Linked DNA regions of Mus musculus: region 2 is linked to region 1. The links are chromatin contacts, called in public Hi-C maps. All regions are on one chromosome and are shown on one strand. The core of a region is the stretch at or near the end of the contact, and the rest is flanking DNA. Distances in the headings are between cores, read along the strand shown. Region 1 holds the start of 0610040B10Rik (RIKEN cDNA 0610040B10 gene). Region 2 overlaps Cyth3 (cytohesin 3).

Region 1 (7,413 bases), core at 3,812-6,311:
ACCATGGTGTTCTACCCAAGTGCATGGAGCCAAGCAGCTATGCACTGAACCCTCTGAAACCTCAAACACATCCTCCCTTGCTTACGTCGTCTCCAGCAAGTCACTGCTACACAAAAGTACTCAAAACAGAGAGCTATACAGCTTAGGAACAGTCCAAAATGAGTCCCAAAGTGGAGATTTGAGGTTCCTAAGCACAGCGAAGCCATCGCAGAAGCAAAGACAAGTGCAAATTCCAAAAAGTGAATTCGGCACCCACAGGCTGATACAAGCCAGTTCACAGGGATATGCTGTGGCGCCATCTACTGGCCAGAGTAATTTTTGTTCTGCCTCTGCCTACCTCTCTCTCTCTCTCTCTCTCTCTCTCTCTCTCTCTCTCTCTGCCACAGAATAACTTGTGGGAATCAATTCTTCCCTATGATTATGCAGGACCTGGAGATGAAATTTGGGTCGTCAGGGCAACCAGCACCCTAACCCTCTGAGCCACCTAGCAGGCCCTGTTTGAACATTTCCTTCAGTATAAATTTCCATCAGGTATAACTCCCTCCCTCCCCATTCATCCAGCCCGTTTTTATTGAGCATCTACTATGGGGTTCAGATTCTAAAATAGTTGCTACTGATATTACAACAAACTAAAACAAGGCAGGTTTCACCCACAAAGAAAAACACTTCTATTATATCCCTTCTTCCCCCAGTCTGTTTTACCTTGGAAAAATTTCCCATGACCAATACATGTCTCCCACATGAACAGCTATGCAATCTTTATGTCTCTGTGTATGTGCTTGTGAGCATGTGCGGAGGTCATTCCTTAGGAGACACCTACTTGCCTTTATAGCTTATTTATGTGTATGTGTGTTGCACACGCACGTGTGTAATGGGCCCCATGCACACATAGAGGTTGGAGGAGGAGGCCACTGTCATTCTCTACCACTTTCCAGCTATTCCTCGGGGGCAGTGTCTCCTGACAAACTCAGAGCTCTTGTTTCTTTCAGGTAGGCTGACAACCAGCAAGCTCCAGTGATCCTCCTGCCTCTGTCCACTCAAGGTTGGGGTTGAAAGTCTGTAGGGAGAACCGGAGAGATGGCTCAGCAGTTAAGAGCGCTGACTGCTCTTCCAGAGGTCATGAGTTCAATTCCCAGCAACCACATGGTGGCTCACAACTATCTGTAATGGGATCCAATGCCCTCTTTCTGGTGTGTCTGAAGAGAGCAACAGTGTACTCACATTAAGTAAATGTGTAAAAAAGAATTATATAAAAAAAGAAATGGTTACTTAAAAAGAAAGTCTGCAGGGTCCCACATTTGCTTTGGTGTAGGGATACTGGGAGATGGATTCTGGACCTCTGAGTTGAGCTATGATGCTACTCTCCAACTTTTTTTTTTTTTTAAGAGCTTCTCATTGGGATATGTAGCAAATCTACCAGCCTAGACCTGCTATCAGCCAGCCCCTTTGATCTTCCGGATTCTGACTTCCAGCACTGGGTCACAGGTGCATGCCATCATTCCTGGCTTGTTGTGTGTGTGTGTTTCCCCCCCCCCCTCTAAAACAGGGTTTCTCTGTGTAGCCCTGGCTGTTCTGGAACTCACTCTGTCGACCAGGCTGGCCGTGAATTCAAGGAGATCCACCTGCCTCTGCCTCCTGAGTGCTGGGATTAAAGGCCTTCGACATTATGCTTGACTATGTTTGATTTATTTTAAAAGTGGATCTTCATATCGTGGCAAGTACTCTGCACCTGAGCCAGCTCCCCCAGCCCAGTGAGGAAGTCTGTATCCCATTTCTCTAATGTCTCAGACAGTCCTCCCAGGGACAAGGGATCATGGTGTAAAATGATTGATCCTGTCAACCCATCTCATGGCAGGTTAAAACAAACAACAACAAAACCCAACTTGACATCACAGGTCCGGTTTCAGGGGCTGGCAGGAAAATCTAAGAATTCTTTGCTCCATGCATCAAAGGCAACACAGTCCTTTCCAGAAGGCTTGAGTAGAATCCTTGTATTTTGGCTTCTGTCTTTTTCCTATTGCCTTATAAAGCAGATTCCAGCATTTGTGACTGGAGGTTCTGAGTGACAGAGAGGAAAAAAGAAAAGTTAGAGAAACATTTGTTTTCAAAAGTCATCAAAGCACTGAGAAGTTTACCCACAACTTTTACTGTGGAGACCGGGTTCTGTCATGTCTAACCTGAGTTCCCCTTGGCCTCTCTATCCTCTTATATCAAGCACGTTCCTGAGTGTGGGTTACAGGAGTGTGTCTGTATGTCCAGGTCCAGGCTGGCCTCAAACTCACAACTCTCTCCCCCCAACCTCTTGAATTTCCTCTTTCACACCCCCAGCCCCCAGAATTACAGACTGTACTGCCAGATCTGGTTCTGCACAATTTTTTAAGCTATGAATACATCATTGAAAAACTATTTGTAACATTACAAAGTAGACAAGCAGTGGTGGCACACGCCTTTGATCCCGGCACTCAGGAGGCAAAAGCAGGCAGATCTCTGTGAGTTCCAGGCCAGCCTGGTCTACAAGGGTGAGTTCCAGAACAGGACCACCAGAGAAATCCTTTCTTGAACTGCCCTCCCCTGTAAAAAGAAATAGACAAAGGAGAATAGAACATAGTGTCCACAGCAAGAATGTTTTGTTTTGTTTTTCCAGACTGAGCCTCACTGTATGGTCTGGCTATCCTAGAACTCACTATATACACTAGACTGGCCTCTAACTTACAGAAATCCATCTGCCCTTGCCTCCTTCTGGATGCTGGTATTAAAGGTATGCACCATCACTCCTGGCTGAAACTGTCTATAATAGAGATAGGTGTGTCCAATCTGTGGCCTACACACTGAATGCAGGGTCTTACGTAACCTAAGGTGGCTTCGAACTTGTGTAACTGAGGATGACTTTAAACTTACACTCCTTCTGCCTTCACCTCCCCAGAAATAGCATTAGAGGCTTGTGCCACCATGCTAGGTTTCACACGGTGCCTGAGATGGAACCCACGGTCTACCCAGTGACCTACAGCCCCAGTGGAGAGTTTGCAATTTCTATCGACTCTTATGTCCCCTTGAACAAGAAACTCAGCTGGTACCTATTAGTCAATATGTATTTAATGAATGAATATGTATTCATAAATACAAAGTGCTTTTTGGCCAGTCCTATAACCCCAGCACTCATGAAGCCCACTCAAGAGGTACCAGCCTGGGGTACATCATGAGAAATTACATCTCTCACCAAAAAAAAAGTTTGCAGAATACATATTAAATGAGGATGCTTCCATCACAGATGAGGTGGTCAGCGAAGATTTTGTCCTGGATAACTTAACTCACTTACATCCCAACCCTTCTCTTTGTGTGATATAACCAAAGGCAACAGAACACAAGATGAAATGGATGACGGAACCGAGAATCAAAGTTAGTCAGAACAGAAACTTTTAGAGAAGACCACGAAGTCCTTCATTTACATGGGGGAAAGAAAGAAAATTCAAGGTATTTAATTACAGCAGGGTGGAGAACTGCTTGATGAAGCAGTAGCTTTCTCTGGATGCCAGATGACCTCCGTAATGTAACCAGTCTTTCAGGACTCCCCACACCTGCTCACTCTGCTCCCAACATTGCAAAGGCCTTGGATACAATACATTCAGAAAGGTAGTTGTTTTCTTTCTTTTCTTTTTTTTTTTTTTCTAAAAGGAAAAAGAAATGAGAAGCTGGGGTAGGAAGCAAAGCAAACAGGAGAGGGGAGCTTTGAGGCTAATGCTTAGAGATCAGACATTTTTTTCCTCAAAGGGAACCTGTTTTTCAGAGGCGTCAAGAATAGTTCTCGGAGGACCTGGGGGGCACTCAGACAAAGCAGCACCCCCATCCCCTCCAGGAACCTTCTCAGTGCTATGTTTAGCAGCAGCTCCTCTCAAGCCAAGCCTGCCCATTATCAAAACAGCCTTTTTATCCTCAGGGATAAAACACTAGTCACTGCTCCCCACAGGGAGGACGTTAAAGCTGTGCACAGAGATGGCAGGAGTAGGGGCATGCGGTCAGCAGAACCTGACTCACAGGGGGACATACTGTGACCCCTGCAGTGGAACATGCTGGGACTGTTGGGACAGGGCCCAGTGGTGTGTCTGCCAGGAAGACACAGGTGTCCCTGTCTAGGTACCTGCTGGGTGGTCAAGGGTTACTGCTGAGTTCCCGCCAGGACATGCAAAGGCTCGGCACAGTCCAGCAGTTCTCCTGCACCGACCCAAGACAGCCTTCATATTCTGTCAAAAGTGCTCGAAAATTCCAGTTCCTGTGTTAGGTGTGCCTGCCATCCCAACCAAAGTTAGGCTGAGACAGGAGGTTCAAAAGCCCAAGGCCAGCCTGGTATAATTTGGTGGGACTTTAATTTTGTTTGCTCATTTGTTTTGTTTTGTTTTAGAAAAGGTCTAGCTATGTAGCCCTGCCTGTCCCGGAACTCATGTAAACAAGGCTGACCTCTGACTCAGAGAGACCTGCCTCTGTTTCCTTAGGGCGGTGAATAAAGTCATGGGCCACTATGCCTAGCTGAGATCATATTTTGGAAAGAAATTCTTAAAAAGAAAATAGCTAGGGCTGGAGAGATGGCTCAGCGGTTAAGAGCACTGACTGCTCTTCCAGAGGTCCTGAGTTCAAATCCCCCCAACCATATGGTGGCTCACAACCATCTGTAATGGGATTTGATGCCCTCTTCTGGTGTGTCTGGAGACAGCGACATTGGACTCACATAAAATAAATAAAACAAATCTTTTTTTTTTTTTAAAGAAGAAAAAGAAAATAGCTTTTTAAATCTACGCACATACAAGAAATCAGAATTACACTCAGCGGATCACAACAAGCAAACACACCCACAAGAATCAAATCAAGGCCACGAAAATGGGACGGGGTTGGGAGAACGAAGGACTCGTACATAGGCAGTAAATTGTCAAGTAATAATAAAAGTGCGAAGGAAGAGAGAGCAGAGGACGAGGGAGGGAGAAAGACAAACGTTAAGAGAAAAAGAAAAGAGAAAGAAAACCTACGACGGTACGAAAACACAATCGGCTCGCAGAACCAGAGGCCAAAGACAATAATTTCCGGCCTCCCGCTACTTTTTCCGTCGGAAGTCGCCTCCGTCGCGGGCACTGATGACGCCATGGACGCGCCGGAAGTCTTGGGGAGCGCTCCGCTGGGGTCCGCCGGCAGCGGCGGACGGTTGGCCCGGTTTGGGGTAAGGCGGCTCCGGAAGGCTCTGTGACACCCCGGCTGGGCGGCGGCCGTCGGGACCCCGTGTTTGAGTGAGAGCACAGTCCTCTCCGAGCCCCCTGCATCCCGCTCGCTGTGTCCCCTCCTCTTCCAGTCGTTGTCCGGGCTCCGGACGTAGTTGCCGTCTCCCAGCCTGCTTCCGAGCCTCCCTTGTCTCCTCTGAGCCTGATGCGTCCGGGATCTGGTTGTGGGATGGGCTCCATTCACCACTGCCCTTCCCTGGTTCCCCGCAGCTGCAGATTCTGTGACCTCAAGCATGCAAGGGCCTTGAATAATGTACCCGGAAAGTGTCCAGCAAAGGGAAACGACTGGGGCCCTACCCCATGTGGACAACCTCACCATGCGTCTGGACCCCGGTGTGGGCGCCTCAGTGATAGGCGTAGTGACAGTGACAGTGACAGCTAGAGGGATGATAGACCCCCAAACTAGTGGACTTTGAAGTTTTCTTCCCAGGTCAGCAGCGGTACAGCATCCTCTACTTCTGAATGCCTTTCACAGTGCACTCTGCCATGGAGACTTATTCAGCAGTATGTAAGTGTTGCGTTTGATTGTCTCCGCAGCCGGTTCCAGCCTCCTGGAACAACCATGTCGCCAGTTTTGCGCGTGCCAAATTCACGGCGCTGCCCAAGCGGAGCTGCTATCTGAATTCTCCTTGGATGTGGCAAAGGGAAATGAACGCAAAAGGTGCCGCTGGAAGTGTCCGACCTAGAGAAATATGTAGACCGGAGCCCTGTTACCTTGTGAGAATGGCATTTTTTTGTTTGTTTCCTTTTTGTTAATAGTTTCTGTTTTGATTCTCTGCGTTGGAATTTTGGTCCAGAATCCTGCCTCGTAAAGCCAATGTCAGTGTTCCCAGTTTCTTAACACGGGCTTTTTATATTTCATCATTCTGGTCTGGAGGGTGATGGGTGACATCATGACCACTGACCTGTTAAATATGCCCAAGTTTGGGTGTGGGACCCTGACTACCTCTAGGAGTTGCTCATTCTGATGAGGTCGGCGCAGGTTCTTTTGCAGGACTTTATCAGTATCCATGTGAATATTTAAAGATGTAAAAGGGTGTATTGCTGGGTGTGGTGGTGCACTTCTGGAATCCCAACCCTTTGAAAGCTGAGACAGGAGAATTCTGAGTTCCAAACTAGCCTGGCCTGCATAGTCAGATCCTGTCTCAAAAAACAAGGGGTTGGTGGGCTGGGAGCTCGCTCGGTGAGTGAGGGTGCTTGCTGTGCAAGCACAAAGTCCTGAGCTTGGATCCCCAGCACCAACGTGAGTGTGCTTTAATGCATGTCAGCCTCGCCACAAAACGTTGAGCTCCAGGTCCGAGCTACAGATCCCAGAGGCTCTCAGTCTTCCTAATGCTGTGACCTCTTAATACAGTTCTTCATGTTGTGGGGACCCTCGGCCATAAAGTTACTTTCCTTGCTACTTCACACGTGTGATTTTGCTTCTGTTACAAATCCTAATGTAAAGGTCTATCTATGCTTCTGGTTTGGCAGTGCAGATCTACAGTCCAGCATGGGGGAGGGGGACAGTAGGCTCTGTTGGGCTTGCTGGCCAGTCAGTCTAGCTGAGCTTGTGAGCTATAGGTTCAGAGAGGATAGGTTCAGAGAGGGAGCACATCATACAAGCTGTGGTAAGGGGCTGGGGTGGTGGCTATCTTATAGATTGCTTGCCCAGCATACGTGACATGAAGTCCTAGGTTCAATTCTCAATATTGATGGGGGTGGGGTGGGAAGGAACCCACTAGACTTGAGGTTGTCTTGACCAATACTTTGTATGGAGAGCTAGCTTAGCGAAGTACTTGTCTTGCAAGTGTGAAGACCAGAGTTCAAATCTCCAGAACATATGTCGAAGCCTGATGTAGCAGTATGTGCCTATGTAATCCCAGTTTTCCCACTGTGAACTGGGAGAGTCCTCAGAAACACACAGGCCAGCTAGCCTGGTGGACACCATGGAGAGCAAGCAAGAAACCCTGTCTCAAACAAGGTGGAGGGTGAGGACTAACACCAGAGGTTGTCTTCTGACTGCCACATACACCTTAGGGTATATATCAACACACACACACACAAATTCTCAGAAACTAAAAGTAAGTCTGGGGGCTGGTGAGATGGCTCAGTGGGTAAGAGCACCCGACTGCTCTTCCAAAGGTCCAGAGTTCAAATCCCAGCAACCACA
Region 2 (7,090 bases), core at 1,922-4,421, 380 kb before region 1:
ACATCAAAATATGTGTTAGCACTTAACCCAAGTTTGAAACAGCAAGCAACAAAAGTACCAAAGTCATGAGCCATGTGCACTCGGACCACATGAAACTGTCCTGTATGAAGGTCAGACAAGAGGAGGTTCTGCACATAAGTGGCCTGTTTTCCAGAGAAGGAACTCCATCTCCAGGCCTTGGCACTGACAGGATAAATACCCCGGCCATAGCTGTACCTTACTGATTCATCTTAGAGAAGCATGTGAGGGGAAGTGGCAGTCACGCCTGAATCTCCCAAGCACACTGCTCTCCACACTCACCCCAATGCCTCTTCACCCAGCTGACACTCTGTCAGGATGACTGTGCCCCAGCTGCTCTGGCCCCAAGTGCATGGGGGCTGCATATATAGACTGTTTTCAGTGCACAGTATATACGTGTGTCCAGGAGTTAAGTTTATAGCTGCCATTCTAAAAATACTACTGTTAGAAATTAAGTATCTTTCATTATAATTTTCAGAATATAAAAAGGCATATAAAAGCTATAATCCTATATATCTGAGAAAAATTCTGAATAAAAAAGTGGTAGGTTTTCCTTTCCCATTTTGATATAAAACAGCGACTTCTAGAACATCTAGTGTTGCCCCAAAGAGCAGGTGTGGCATGGTGTGGGTGAGGCTCTGGCTCCAGAACAGGAGTCCCATGTGGGCTGTGCAGATCTGGAGGCTGTATCACCAGGTGCTGTTGTGGACAAGGGTCCCCAAAGGTCAATGCCAGGCCGGTGGCAGGAAGGAGACACTCCCAGCTGACCAATGTCCCAGAGCACAGGCTTGAGGGCTCAGGCCTTGGCTGGCTGTTCTGGAGGGCCCGTGGGCACCACATCGTCCCCGGTCCTGCCGCTGGGGAGGCCAGTGTATCTGCTGGAGTCTGGATCCTGACATTTACCTATTTCTTATTGGCAATCCTCCTTTTCCTCGTGGCCAACATGTCATAGAACGGGTCCCTACTGATGCTTGCTCTGGGGAAGAAAGGAAGTAAAGTGGGCTGGAGCTTCGAGAAGGTCTGGCTGCCTGCCTCACCCACAGCTTCCCAAGCAGCAGGGTCAAGGGTGAGTTACCCAGGCTGGCCTGCTCAGTTGCTGACACACTGAGTAAAGGCATCCAACATGCATACACGTGCCCACACCCCTGACATGCAAACACGTGTCCACACACCCCTGACATGCACACGCGTGTCCACACACCCCTGACATGCACACGCGTGTCCACACACGACTGAGCAGCCTGGCTGTGCCCACTCACTTGATGGACTTCATCCACTCCTCCTTTTCCTCCGGGCTGGGGGCAGAGATCCGGTACACAACGTGGTTGCCCTCCACCACACGGCCATCGGCCTCCGTCTTGCAGGCCTTGATGACTTGACCTTTGTGACTGGGGTTATACAGCTCAAAGCAGTTCTGACAGAGAGAAGGGGGTGAGTGTCAGGGGCGTGGGGGTTGGGTAGGGTGGAAGGCAGGCCGCGGGCACAGGGCAGCACGTACCGGCTTCCGGGGGTCCTCCACCTCCCTGATGCTGAGGTTCTCCAGGGGGATGATGCCCCTGGGCTCCTTGTCCTAAGAGAGAGGCATGTGAGGCAAGGCCTGACAGACACGAGAATGCCAGGGCTTCGGAGGGTGTGCGGCCTCACTTACCGTGGTGTACTCAAAGTAGTAGAGGCAGTTATCTGTGAGGATGAACCAGCGCCGTTTCCAGGTCTTCACACGACCCCCTAGGAGCAGAAGAGCCCTGTGAGGCAGGTGTCCTGGCAGCTGGATCCCCAGGGCCCAGAGTGGGGCCCAGAATCCCCTACCCCATATCACTGCCTTGATCAAAGGCCACAGGAGCCAAGCTCATAGCTGGGCTTCCTTCCTCTTCAAACCATCCCATATGACCACAGTTATAAGTCAAGGGCAAGCCATGAGGCCTGACCATCCAGGATGGCTGGGTGCAGGGCTGGGGCCCCCATGCACCCCCACCCAGGGCCCACGCAGGAACTCTTTCTCCATGGCCACCCAGGGTCACCCTAGGTCACACACTGATTTAAAATCTGCTTCCTGGAAAAGTTAGTTGTAATGGATGGGTGTAATATTTCCCCCGTGAAATGAACACGATGAAGTCAGTGCCGGCTCACACAGGTCTGTCCAGGCTTAATCCTGTTACGTCAGGGTTGTTATCGCATTACTGGGACTCTGAGCAGCCCTGGGATCCATCAAAGTCAATTACTCTTGGCCCAGGGAATTATTAGATTGAATTAATCTTTTAACAAGATCTGGAGCTACACACACACACACACACACACACACACACACACAGAGTTATCTGTAACACACAGGGTTATCTGTAACTAACACACACACACACACAACCACACACACAGAGCGCTATCTGTACCTGCTCTTTACTATAGAAAAACCCTTTTTTCTGCCTTCTTCCCTGACATATTCAGTACTCTCAGTTACAATTATTTCTACTGACAGCTTCTGCTCTTGACAAGAAGTTTGAAAACACAAAGGGGAAACTGCTGGTGCTGACAAAGTCAAGTGTTCCACGGGGTGAGGGCAAGCGGGCCCTCCTTGCCCCAGAGGCTCATGGAACTGACAGTGCTCACAGAGGCCTTGGCTTGGCTTTCTCTAGGTGCTGAGAGGTGGGGTGCTAAGTGCCTGGGGCTGCATCTGGTGCCTCCTAAACTCTGCAGGCAAATGCAAGGGGCTGCAAGTGTGGGTAGGCTGTGGGAGGCACAGAAGGTGCCCAGCGTGTGGCTAGAGACATACAGTAGACAGTAGGAATAGGGGAGGAAACTTTACCCTGACAAGAGTGGAGAGTCTGGAAGGTAGGGAGGGGTCTGTAGAGCACAGAGGAATGTCAGGCCAGCCCCAACCTACCACACACCCTCCTGCCTCTTTCCCAGGCTGGAGCCATTCCTTTCTCACACCATCCTTCCTGGTGCCTGTCCTGAACTCCTGCTCCCCACGTTACAGCTTCCTCACTAGAGTCCTGCCCCAAGTCAGGGCCTGTCTCACTCTATTGCACTCTAGGGACTTATGGGAAGCCCCAGCCCATGAAGGGGCCCAGAAAAAGCTCAGTTCTGTCCCTCATGGCCCTAACTCCTCCAGTGAGAAGCAGAGAGAGGCATGCCAAGATCTAGCCAAACTAGCTTCTCTCAGCTGCTCTTTCAGGCCAAGGCTGTGACAGAATCAGGTGACAGAAAACTCACAACGTAGACACTAGTCTGCTGCCTCTTCTTCCCCTGGGGACTCCCACTGCATGGTCATCCTAGCTACAATGCTGCCTCCAGCCCTGGGCAGGCCGCCTTCCCAACAATAGCCAAAGCACTTGGAAATTAAAACGCCTAATTTCCCTCTCCAGTCTCGGGCTCCTCCTTGGCAAAGCTGCTCTGGTCTTGGTGGCAGCAGCCGCTGGCACACAACCCATACTAGCTGTACTTGCTCTTTACTGCGGGAGAGTCCTTCCACCTTCTGCCCTGACATACTGAGTACTGTCAGTCAAGATTACTTCCACTGACAGCTTCTGCTTTTGACAAGAATTTGAAAACACCTGGCTGTCAGGCCCGTCTGTGCGCCACTCAACCTCAAGCTACCTGGCCTGTCAGCCGTGGGCCCACAGCTGCCCAGTGGGCAATCTGTGAAGATGAAGGGCCTTGGTTCAATACCCTGGATAGCTCCACTGTTCTCACCGCCAGGCAATTGCTGGAGCCTGGCCAGTAGGTACCTACACTGAGCAGCACCGGCTGGGTTCCAGGCTGCCCAGCAGGGCTACCATTCAGCTCAGATGCAGGTCTAGAAGGGGTTGGGCAGTCCCCAAACTCCAAGTCACAGCAGACTCTGTTACAAAGGGTTGGGACGCTCTCTGCTAACCGTCCTGCAGCCAGCCCTGTGCAGAGGAGCTGTGCTCCAAACCCTTCCATGTCTGCATGTTTTCACTTTCACAGGTGTTAGCAAGCATGTGTAAGTGGACACACACAGCTGCACACACACAACACACTGACATGTACATGCCTACACACACCTTTTCCTCCATGATAATTCAGCTTCATCTACATCCAATGTACATCAATGTGTTTTTACTTGAATGCTCAAAATCCAACACTGTACACAGCCCCAAGACTGCAGAGGCTTCCAGCAGATCATCCAGTGTCCCTCCGGACACTTTTCCAGGAGCATCAGCCAGTTGCAGCAAATGCTAGCTATGTGCCCCACACAACTGAGGGAGACCCAGGGTATCAGGCACTGGGGAGAGGCCAGTGCAAGCTCTCCGTGCCACATGCTGGGGTGCCATCTACACCTCATGTAGCCATGGCTCTGGCTTCAGACTACCCCTAGAGCAGCGCAAACACAGCAGCTGCTGGTGTGAGCGAGGGAGAGCCTGGGTCCCTGCATCTGGCTGTACTGTGTGGAGGCCCAGCCCAGCCCAGCCCATCTCAGCCCAGCCCAACTCTGCACACCGACTTCATGGCCTGTTTAAAAGACCAACTAGAAACTAGGCTGCAAACCATGAGCCATCCTACAGCTTGATGTCATTCATTTGTCATCTTAGGGACTGGCCTCTTCCTAGCACAGGAGCTGTTTGTGCCACCATCCTCAAGGGCTCCCTCCCGGTGGGCTGTGGAGCCTCGCAAGCGTTCCTCTTTTCTCTGCTGCAGGTCCACACGCACAGCACACCTGAGGCCTGTAGTGTGTGCATCTAAGTCTCTCAGATGGCCAAGTTCAAGGGTACTGTCATAGGTTTAAGGCCAACATTGAGAGCATTTCTAAACGCTGACCCAGGGAGAAGCAAAGAGGAGGAGTGAGCAAAGTTTCCGAGACAGCAGGGCTCAGGGCCGACACAGTAGGCTACGGCAGCTGTCCCTGGCGTCACACCCCATCCTCCTTGGATCTTTTAAAAAATACCCTCAGAATTCTATATCCCTCATGTCTTTCTTGCTACAGAGTAATGACATTACCTGAACAGGGTCATGTCACGTGTCACAGGCTTTACTGTCAATCTGCAGTGACACTTCATCCCCCCAGAGTCAAATGAACCCTAAAAGTCTCAACTGTCCCATATGCAGGAGTGATTAACTTTCCTAGGGAAGCCCCTGTCCAGGCACAAGCACTGTTGGTAAGTGGGGTTGGGGTGTGGGGTGTGGGGGTGACACTGTAAGGACAGGCTGGTTACCAGCTTCCTCCCTGCTGCAGGGCCCTGAAGACAGAGGCAAGCTTACTCCCACAAGCCTCCCCATGCGCTTCTGTCCCAGGTGCTCTGGGTCCTGCTGCTGGTGGGTGGGTGTCACACACACTATGCCTGCATGATGCTGCCCCAGCCGAGTCCAAAGCCAAATGGATCAGATGAATGGCAACCACAGACCAGAGCTTCACACAGACCAACGTGGGGGAGAGAATGAGCCGCTGGGGAGGGGAGGAAGCCACTGGGTACCTACCTCCTAACGCAGGACAAGCAGGGACAGCCCGTCACAGAACAGAAAGGTGGGAGCCACAGGCAGAAGGAAAACAACAAGAAGGCACATTTAAACCACTCGTCAGAATCACAGCCACGCCAAAGCACGGGAAAGCACACAGGCTCTGGAGAGAAAGGCACTTGCTTGCTTCTCAGGCAGAGGACTGCCCGGATCCATGTGGACACTAACTCAGTAGCTTTCTGGGATGGGTCCTGCAGTGGATGCTGCGAGCATGACCCACTCTGGAAGGCCACAGCTCAGGGACAGAGCCACCGGTGCTGGGGGTGTGGCTGCCCAGAGTGGGCTCTGGCTTGACTGCACTTTTCCTTTTTAATCTTTCTGCCTTGTAGCTGGGGGCTGCAGGGCAAGGAGCCCCGGAGGTGCTGCTGTGGGCAGGGGCGCAGTGCAGGTACCCCCGCCAGGCTCACTCACCCAGCTTCAGCAGCCAGCCTTCTCGGTCTGGGTTGAAGAACGTGTGTGTCAGGTCATTTCCGTCGTCTTCTGGGATCTTAAACGGCTCATTCTTGATACTTTCATACAAGTTCTGTAAGGGAGGGCAACAGCCAGTCAGGGACTATACTGGGAAGCAACCATCCTTTCTCGCTCCTGCACAGAGTCCCCGTGCGGCCCGAGAGACCAGGTGCTTAAGGAGACAATTGGAAGACACCTTTGAAATCAACAAACCAGCATTACTGATTCTCACTGGATTGAGAGTATCTGAAAATGAAAAATAACTTTTGAGGCCGGGAGATGGCTCAGCTGGTGAGGTGCTCACTGGTCAGCAAGATTCCTATTCTGGGTCCCCAGCACGATGCCTCTGCGCATGTAAGAACCTAGTATCTGTGCCTGTCATCTCAGAGACAGACACAGGGGGATCCTTGGGACTCACCAGCCTGTGAGAGACCCCGTCTCCAAAAACAATAACAACAAATACCTGGAGGTTGGCACAGGCCCAGCAGGTACAGGCACTGGGTACACAGCCTGGCAACCCAGTTCCATCTGCACAGCTCACGCACACATGGAGGGAGAGAGCCAACCCCAAGTATAGTTCTCTGACCTCCACAGGCCACCACCTCACACACAGCATGGGCACACATCCACTACAAACAATAGTGATAATAGTAACAATACAGGAGAGGAATAACTGAGGGAAAACCCAACACAGAGCCCTCCATTCCTGCACACACACAGTAGGGAAACCCCAGGAAAGGCAGCAAGGACGGCGGCCATGCTGGCTCGCCTTAACTGTCAGCAAGACACAATCTGGAATCACCTGAGAAAGACTTGTTAGTGAGGGACTGTCTACATCAGGCTGCCTGTGAGGAGGGAAGAGGCAGCCTCACTGTGGCTGGTGCTGGTCCCCTTGTCTGGGTCCCACAGTATAGAGAGCAAGCGAGCTTAAGATGAGCATGCTCTGTGTGCACCTACCCCCTCCTCTGGCGTGGTGCCTGCCCTGACTCCCTACAGGGACGGACTGTGTGTAAACCTAGGCTTTGTAAGCTGAATAAAGCCTCCCCCTTAAAGCTGCACTTGTCGGTATTTGATCCCAGCGAGAGAAAGGAATAGAGGACAGACAGACGCAGAGCAGAGAAGCCGCTGCCTGCAGACTCACCCTCAGCAG

The links. Hi-C and Micro-C count contacts between places; a contact is called where the count stands out from the background.
Region 2: a contact with region 1 is called in a Hi-C map of cerebellum, with 2.6 times the contacts expected there. The contact joins the enhancer-like site here to the promoter of 0610040B10Rik in region 1. A contact is called at or near these places in 9 of 39 promoter capture datasets (the 3T3-L1 cell line, 3T3-L1-derived adipocytes, the HPC-7 cell line and 5 more), 9 of 484 Hi-C or Micro-C datasets (cardiomyocytes, cerebellum, cortical neurons and 4 more), 1 of 115 datasets of contacts at active chromatin or transcription factors (embryonic stem cells) and 2 of 9 other capture datasets (adipose tissue and pancreatic islet).

Annotation. Positions count from the first base shown.
Region 1 is chr5:143,326,956-143,334,368 of GRCm38.p6, reverse strand. 0610040B10Rik (RIKEN cDNA 0610040B10 gene) reads right to left here and starts at 5,061. Exons shown (of 2, transcript NR_027874.1): 1 at 5,016-5,061; 2 at 1,665-2,058. It overlaps Zdhhc4 (zinc finger, DHHC domain containing 4), which reads left to right and starts at 5,131. Exons shown (of 8, transcript NM_028379.5): 1 at 5,131-5,203; 2 at 5,799-5,978.
Region 2 is chr5:143,701,737-143,708,826 of GRCm38.p6, reverse strand. It overlaps Cyth3 (cytohesin 3), which reads right to left. Exons shown (of 13, transcript NM_011182.4): 8 at 7,082-7,090; 9 at 5,902-6,013; 10 at 1,667-1,743; 11 at 1,517-1,588; 12 at 1,278-1,432; 13 at 1-994. The coding sequence ends at 922. Among named protein-coding and RNA genes, the nearest start is that of Usp42, 27 kb to the left of the region's middle. Within about 2 kb of position 3,171, at least 24 of the 459 cell types and tissues checked have an H3K27ac peak or open chromatin away from gene starts, as enhancers often do. A contact at or near this core is called in cerebellum, where this site is marked.